2 separate regions of the Triticum aestivum genome follow, and region 2 is linked to region 1. A link is a contact called in public Hi-C data. All regions are on one chromosome and are shown on one strand. Each heading gives the region's core, a stretch centred on a gene start, on an enhancer-like site or on the middle of the called end of the contact. The rest is flanking DNA. Distances are from core to core; before and after follow the strand shown. Region 1 has its middle 16 kb from the start of LOC100049026. Region 2 has its middle 32 kb from the start of LOC100049026.

Region 1 (4,310 bases), core at 1,136-3,635:
TATTTCGTTTCATAAACATTGATATATTTATGAACAAACTCGGTCAAACTTTGAGATAGTTTGACCCTACAACAAGGTTGGAAGAACTCTCTTTAGGACGGAGGGAGTAGCTGTTCGGGTTATTATAGCAATCTGGTTTTTAGTATATTTTTTTCATTTGTTTTTCAAAATAAAACATGGGTAAAAGAATTTGAAGCAAAAGATTAAACATGAGTTCAGTTTGTCTATTATTTATGAAAATTCAGAAGGATTTTTAAAATTTGAACAGTTTTCCCAAATTTGGGAATATTTTTTGAAAACCGAACATTATTATGAAAAACAACATTTTCCTGAATAGGAGTTCGTTTTTTTCATACTTTTACACATTTTTTTAATAAAGATCAAACCATTACGAAAAAATTTGAACGAAAGGGAGAAGAGAAAAGGAATAAATCTGTAAATGGAAAAAAATCCGAAAGCTTCTAGAAGTTTCCGAAACAGGTATCTGGAGGGCTTTAACTGGGCCGGCCCAGTTGAGTCCTTTTGCTCGTGACCCACGCGATAGGTCCACAGTTTGCCGCACAGAGATCCTGAAAGAAAGAAAAAACACTGACCCGCAAATAGGAAATGTCGTAGCGGTTTGATGCTGGAATGGCCTATGATTCTCCTGGGACTTCGCGGAGTCCCCACGGAGCAGCACGGACCAAACTGTTTCCATCAAATTAAGAATCGCTGTGGTGCCCTCCCCCCCTCCCCCGCGTCGTCTCCTCCGAGCCGACTCGAGGGCCCACCCTAGCCGCCGCCGCCTAGTCCCCCCGCCCCCCTCCCTCCCTCCGCCGCCGCCAGAGGTGGCCAGCGGCGTGGCCGCTCGGCACCCATGAAGGTGGCGGCGGGGACTTTGGAGGATCCACTTTGCGTGGAGAGCCTCGGCATCCGGGGCGGCGGCCCCGGGCGGCGGCCAGCGGCGTGGCCTGTGCGGCGGGCGGCGCCGCAGGGTGCAGGTGGGTCGCCTCCCCGGTCGGGCGGGCGGCATGGTGGCGGCGGGCGTCGGCGGCTGCAGCAGCTCCTCGTAGGCCGGCTGTACCTTGGAGAATCGGCGTCCTCATCCTCGATCTGCTCCGATTCGCGCCGCCCCCTGTCCCTGGTGGCTCCGGCCGCTGTTTTCTGGATACCGGGTGTGCGGATCTGGTGGTTGGGTGCGGATCCGGGGGAAACCCTTGGCCGGCGCGGCGGCCACACTGAAGATGTCGCCTTTGGGCGCCGTTCTCCTTGCTGAAGGTTTCGTTGGGCTTCCTGCACCTCCCACCCCACCCAGCAGCTCGGGTGAAAGCCTAAGTTCCTCGTTTCATGGCGACGACGGCACCTTGGTGGCGTGAACCTTCCTGAAGGCGTCGTCTGGGAAGTGCTCAAGTGGTGGTGGAGTCGGTGGTGGTTCGACGGCGGATTGTATTGGCCTGATCTTCATCTTCGGCAACTTGCTCGGGGCCAGGTGTGGAGGGCTTCAGCCGCTGGTGCGAGGGGATCGGGGTCCCTCTCTCGTGCCATAGGCTATGGTGCCTCCTATCCTTGACCGATGCGTGGTGCTGCATACTCTTGGCCTTCTCCGGGGTTTTCAGCGCCTTCGTCTCGACAACTCTCGTCCGGTGCTCTGCCTTGCTGCTGCCGGCAACGGTGACTGGGTGTTCGGCTCCCTGTTTCGTGTGGGTTTGTTCCTGGTGCCTCTCCTTCGGTTGCTTGGGAATGCTGATCTGGGTTCTAGGGTGAACCACTCCGCAGGCCGCCGGTGCGGCACCCGTCGAGCCCGGGTGAAAGGGTAGGGGCCCTTTACGGAGGCGGAGTAAGGTCATGTGTTGCCCCTGTTTTCCTTCTGATGGCAATCAGTGACATAAAACATGCACGGTGGTGCCTTCCTCACATAGCCTTAGTAGGTTAGCTGGTTTCGGCTTAGCGGCGTTTGATGTCTTTCTATGCGTTCGAGTTGTTCTACTGAGCACAATGTATCTTTATTTTCGCTCTTTGTTTTCTTGTTGTAAATGGCAGTCCTGTAATCTTGGCCGGTTGATGGCTTTGTTAATTTAAAATCGGGCTCTTCTTGAGCCTTTGTTTAAAAAAAAAAAACAGCACGGACCCCGTGACGCCTTATACTTGACCGTTTATCCGTCGATCATGTCGTTGGTCGTGCCGTCTCTTGTGTCGTGCGGTTCTGTCCGCCGTCTCGCGCCCGCGCGGTTCCGAGGATTTGTTCCGCGCCTATGTCCGTCACGTCATGCCGTCCCGAGTGCACGCATGCTGCCTCGTTCGTTGCTGAATCCTGAGAATTTGGCAATTTGCTTCGCACGACGATGGCCAGTGCGGCCGGACCGCGCCGAGTCAAGGGACACAGTGCAGACAAAAGTGAACGCGCTCAGCACGCGTAAAGTACTACCATCTCCTACAGCGAGGCAGGCGTAGCTTTTGACCGGCCGATTTAACTGAACGCGCACAAATTTTGCAAACGGAGCGTCATTCGGTCATTGACATCCACTGACTGAACACCCGATTGTCAATGGAGCAGTTACCCAGACACACACTGAAAAAGGGCAAAAAAGAAAAAGAAAAGACAGGCCCTACCTACGTCTGTGCACAGTTTGACCTCGCAGATCCGAATCCACGAAAAAGAACATGGCGAGCGAACAAACGCTAAACAACGCCCAACTTGCTGGGGGGTGGGGGCGCCACCCTCCGCAACTTGTCCGGCGACCCATTTTTTCATATATTCTTTCACTAATAACAAATTCATTGCGATCTGTCCCCTTCTCACGATGATGATCCCAACCAAAGTACTCCTGTACTATACTGTTAGTAGTGCTATTCTATTCGGGCGGAAATCAACTCCGTTCGGTCCAATTGTTGGCGCCCCATCAAGGCGCTATATTTGATTCTAGAAATGAACGAACGAGTCGCCGAGCAGATGTATAGATAGGTCTTCCTTCCTAGCTAGGCACCACATAAGATAACCATGGCGATTAGTCAAATTATGTGGCCCTGGCTAGGCAATTAGCGCAGCCGGTAGCCAATCAGAGGCCCGTGGACGGAGAGCTTAACTTGGAAGACCGACGGAAACGCGCTACTAATTAAAGGCGTCTCAATGGAGAGTTGAGATGACTATCAAAAGTCAAATTATTCTGGCTGCCCCCAGCTTTTAACAATTCCGCCTCCACTCGCACGAATTATCCCCCTCTTTCTTCCGCCCGGATGTCTCTTGCTTACACAGGCCAACTCCAACACGCAACCACAAATGGTTCCGCTAAGTCCGTTTAAGGACAAAAGGACACAAATCACGGCCTAACGCGCTCGAGCAAACGGATAAACATCCCTTTTTTCCGCTGTTGACCCATTCCCGGCCCAAATTAAGGCCGCATTTGCGTCAAAACAGATAACGCGCGGGCGGACGGGGTGCACGCCCTTGTCCTCCCATAGTCCGCCCGTCGGGGACACAACGCGCCCAGTTTCCCTGCCTTTCCCAAAAACCCTCCTGCAACCTCCATCCCCTCCCTCCTCCATGGCCGGCGTGTCGAAGAAACCCGTCGACCACGTCGCCACCACAGCCCGCCCCGCGACGAAGAAGAGGAGGAAAGAGTGGTTACAGCTCATGCTAACGGAGGTCGCGCGGCTCGACATTGAATCGGCCAAGAGGAGGGCTTGATAGACCGTTGTGGCGGAGAAGAAAGACGTCGTCGACTATGTTGCCGAGGACGCGGCCGCGTAGCACAAGGCCGCCATTGACCAGAATGAGGCAATCCTCCCCAAGGCCACGCAGGCAGCTACGACGTATGCCCTCGTCATGTTAGGGTGTTGCCGACCCGGGCCGACCATTCTCTCCGCCGCCGCCATGGTCGCGGCGAGCACAGGCTCATCGACCGTTCACCCTCCGCGGTACCGGTGGCCGAGCTCCTCAATAACACCGGATAAACGGTTCTCCACGTCGTCGGATGGCAGCATGATCGTGCCGGCCAACCCGGCCGTCATCGACCTCAGTGTCACGCCTGGTTACAGTGGCGTTGGTCAGTCGACCGACTGGATGCAAAGGAAGCAGCCTCAGTCAATTCTATGGCCAACCTTCCCGACACCCGCAACCTGTTCGATGAAATGCCAATCCCGACGCTAGTGGCTGACGACCCTGACTACACCGCGTTCATGGAGAACGTCATCTTTGAGGGTTGTGGCCAGGCCTTCCACCCCGATGGCCAAGGCCAAGGCTTCAATCCCAAGGAGACCCAAAGCCAAGACGGGCGCGACCAAGATGGTTCCGACCACTACGGTGCCATGAAGAAGAATAGGCCAACGACCAT
Region 2 (4,310 bases), core at 562-3,061, 47 kb after region 1:
GATTTCTTTTGCATGGTTTGTATGGATCTAGGGGATGAAATATGATGTACTCGGATGCATAGCACACAACTATGAGATGTGACCGGTCAGTGTCCGGGAACGCGCCCAGTCGTGTCCGCGGGTGTTTGAGGGGCTGGATTTGTCAAGTCCAGTTATAGATACTTTGACATCCCTAAGAAGAGCCTGAACACGGTGATGGTCACGATGACCATGGCGAACAGAGCGAGAACCGAGATGTGCCAACGGCTAGCGGCGTTTCGGATGAAGGTGTACATGTCGTATAACACGACGAGGACACCAACATCGAGTGTCATCACTGGAAATTTCGGTATCTCGCTGATGGTAGGGATGTCGTAGATCAACCACATTGCTGAGTTGAACATGACGATCATGTAGGAGTACCGAGTTTGTTGTCCCGACTACCCGGTCCTCGATATCCTCAGGAACATCGGCCTGCCTCACGGCACACGTGCACAAATATAAACTTATTTGTACTAGTCATACACTCTCTTCATCCTACAGTACATTTTTGTACAACTTTAAACTTCATTAAGAGGATGCTTGGATCCAAGGAACTATTTTTAGTCTGACTAAAAATAGTCTCTTTTAGAGGCTAAAGTTCCAAGCACCCCTCACTAAAGAGAGGTTAGGACTAGTCTTGAGGGTAAAAAATTTTAGTCATAGGAAACCTACTAAAATATGTATTAGCCCCCTCTCTCCTCATTTAATGCCTCTCCTTTAACACATGCGAGTTCTGGATTGGAGGGTTTGGAGGATAATAAATGCTCAATAACTTGATTTTACGCTCTTTAGTATTTGGATGAGAGCTGCTATACACACGACGTTTTTGGACGATGCATGAACGACACTCCACATCCAGCCATTGAATCAGGGAATAAAGTGCTTCACATCCATCTGATTGTAAATCGTGCATGCATCGTGCATGGAGTGTCGTCTGTCTAGTATTTTCGTATTTGGATCCAAGCATAGATGAGGCTGGCAAGTTTTAGTCCCGCTACTTTTAGTCATGGGACTAAAACGTATCCAAGCGCCCTCTAAGCCACGTAAAGAAAAAGAAAAAGAAATTCTTAGTTTTGCATTCATACGATTTTTTGTCAGCTTGCGCCGATAGAATAATTTGCATTAACGAGACACCAACAAACTACTTCTTGGTCCTCTCGTATCCACACACAGTAAACTACGGCTCCACTTGTATGAAATGTCAACTCTACAGGTACAGATAAGCCCTACAGTGCAGACTCAGTTGTAATGAAACGTCCAATGTCAACTCTACAGTAGAGACCCATCGCCACACGTTTCATCCCGGCTTTGCTGGAGCATTTCGTTCAAGAAAATACCAAGATTAAGACCTCGCGAGCATCAAGACGGCAGATAAAGATCGACCTGCACGAGTTGACCCCACCTCCTCGCTTAAATGCCAGCAATCATGGCGGACTTGTCAAGAGCGACAGGTCAAACCTAATCGTGCGCCCAGCTTTAATTCCGCTAGTTAATCCGTGCGGCTGCGTCATTATTCGCGTCTACTACTGGCCACCTCCCAACGGCAGCCAGAAGGAGGCCCCGAGCAGACAAACTCATCCGGGCCGTCCGTCCCTTTCCCGGCCCAGCCAACCGCCCGTCCGTGCAGCAATGAATCGGCCAGAGATTTGGTTTCGTCGCTGCGCAAAAAAAATTCGGTCAATTCGATTCGGGATCCCGTGGCGAGCCGGCCGCGGCGCCTCCCGATCGGTTCGGGCCTTGACGTCGCCATGGCCACGAGCCGCGCGTGGGCCGGGATCGGATCCGGGTTTGACTTTTGATGCGCTCGTTCGCTCGCCCCCACTTGTTCCGTGAACGTGTGGTGCGCACGTCCGCACGGCACGGCAGGATTCTTTCTGTGTGCGAGCCTACACGCGCACGTCTGTGGGCGACGGTCCTGCGTGCGCGTGCTACCGTTCTGTGGTTGACAATCTTCCGCTCCTGAGGGTCTGAAAGAGGGTGTTTCACGTGGCTGTAGAGAGAGAGAGTTGAATCTGCACAGTGGAGTCTTGCTGCGTGATGTGCTATGTCAGTTTATGTATGGCAAGTGGGGCCTAACTCCAGGTTGACAATTTTGGCCGGTTCGCCTAAACAAACATTTCTGGATGGAGTCGTTGGCATGCACAGGTTGAAGTTGAGCCGCATGCTATTCCTGTTGATTTGGTAAGCCGAACATGGCCGGCACGTGCCGTTTCGACCTAATGAGCGTCCGGTTGGCCAACTCTGACGTGGTAAGGATGAAAGCCGGCCTAAAAGTTTCTTTAGTGGTTCTTGTGCCAGACTGCGTACATATATAGGTATGGTTATTACCGGCTCGCCGTGGACTTTTTATTATTTCCGAATATACATGATCAATGTATTCCCATGCTTCTAGACGAATTGGTATCTACGCATGTCAAAGGCATTGCCGTTTCAACGCACGCGGTGTTGAAGAGATCAACCTGCGAGCGCGAGAAGCATGCGACTCACGGCAGCATGTGGAAACCTCTGCCCGTCACTCGTCAGTACCCACACACCTGGCAGAAACAAGGACGACGACGGTGTCATAACATGTTTCAACTCTGATTTTAGATGCGTGCACTGAACTGGTAACATGGCAACGTCCATCCACAGTTGGACGAACGGACGATTCAGCATGGTTCCCTGCATCCAGCCGAGTTGGGTACATCGCCAAAGTCCACCCTTCACTTTCTCTTTTTCTTCAGGGCATTCTCGAGGACTGCACAGGGGAGGCGGCGTGGCGTACCTGTCAAAGGTCTCGCAAGGTTTCTCGACATTTCGCGTCGACTCTGTTGGCCGAACAGTCAAGCCGCACAGTGGCATTAGCACCGCTCTTGGGAGTCTGACGACGCTGCAGAGGAATCGTGCCCAGACCGAACGGACGTGACCGTTCGAGCATCCTAGCTTTTCTCTTTGAGTGTTTTGGTGCCAAGTTGCTGGCCATGAGTTTTTTTAGATAAAAGTCGATCAACTTTTGCATAAGCCTACTGTCTAATCGACACAATGCTTGGCACCACCTCGTTTCGCCTGCAGATTCTTGGTCCATGTTGGCGATTCAAAAGGAGCTGAATGGGTCTCTCTCCATGCTCCTTCTTATCTTCCCTTTTTATACGAGAGGTAAAAATATAAAATAGATCTGAGCCGTTGATTGCATTAAGTAGTGTGTTTAATTAACTCTTACCTTCCTACCTTTCATGTGAAAAAAGGAAGTATGAGGGAGCATGTTAAAATTGAGAGAGAGAGAGAGAGAGAGAGAGAGAGAGAGAGAGAGAGAGAGAGAGAGAGAGAGAGAGAGAGAGATACGTTAGATTTTGGGGTTTTGTGTAGGGATGGCAATGGGTACCCATTACCCGCGTACCCTGCGGGTAAAAACCCTATTAGGGTAAAGGTATGGGATAAAAATTTACCCATGGGTACTTAAATGGGAAAATATCATACCCGTCGGGTGGAAAGGGTACGGGTATGGGATCGTATAACCCATGCCCGCTTACCCATGTACCCATCTAAAATGTTAACAAATGGGTTTCCGTTAATATCATAACGTATTAATTTTACCCTCCTAATCACGCTAGATAAAAACTCTAATGTGTAGTAAAATTATCTCTACGATTTATCTTGATTTTGTGAACTTAAAGTGTATACGTATGTGTTGTTATGTATGATTATGTGTTGTTTTTTTTAACATTTTTATGTGTCACTTTATAGGCAAGTATTTTTGTTTATGAGAATGTGTTATTGTTACAATATGTTATTGTACATTGTTGTTTAAAATTTGTTGCTATTAATAATTTATGATTATATATTGCTTTTTACAACTATTTTCTACTCAACTGATGTGTTGTAAATGCGGGTATATTTACCCGCGGGTACCCATATACCCTGTCGGGTGATGGGTATGAGAAAAAATTGTACCCTTGACGGGTATGGGTATGGGTGATGGGTAAGTTCAGGGTGGATGGGTAAGGGTATGTGGTAGCTCCACCCGTACCCATACCCTGCGGGCGCCATCCCTAGTTTTGTGGGGCGATTCCTCACGGAAATTGGTCCGGCCAATTTGACTATACATGGGAAGAAATCTTAAACTAAACACGCATCACATTTCAATCAAACAAACTTTCAAGTTCGTGAATTATACTAGTAACAAGGATGACATTAAAGATATATGGAGGGAGAGTCTCCCTATACGATGCGGAGAGACCCCCATGCCGTTGGTGTCTGATCCGTCACAAGCGGCCCCATATCCTTAGATTGTCTTCAATTGTTTTTCAAAT

What was found. A called contact is a pair of places that touch in the nucleus more often than the background predicts.
Region 2: a contact with region 1 is called in a Hi-C map of leaf, with 3 times the contacts expected there. The contact joins two enhancer-like sites. A contact is called at or near these places in 4 of 5 Hi-C or Micro-C datasets (leaf and an unstated tissue) and 1 of 1 datasets of contacts at active chromatin or transcription factors (leaf).

The regions. Positions count from the first base shown.
Region 1 is chr2A:689,757,351-689,761,660 of IWGSC CS RefSeq v2.1, forward strand. No RefSeq gene overlaps it. Among protein-coding and RNA genes, the nearest start is that of LOC100049026, 16 kb to the right of the region's middle. Within about 2 kb of position 2,386, at least 6 of the 8 cell types and tissues checked have an H3K27ac peak or open chromatin away from gene starts, as enhancers often do. A contact at or near this core is called in leaf, where this site is marked.
Region 2 is chr2A:689,804,605-689,808,914 of IWGSC CS RefSeq v2.1, forward strand. No RefSeq gene overlaps it. Among protein-coding and RNA genes, the nearest start is that of LOC100049026, 32 kb to the left of the region's middle. Within about 2 kb of position 1,812, at least 5 of the 8 cell types and tissues checked have an H3K27ac peak or open chromatin away from gene starts, as enhancers often do. A contact at or near this core is called in leaf, where this site is marked.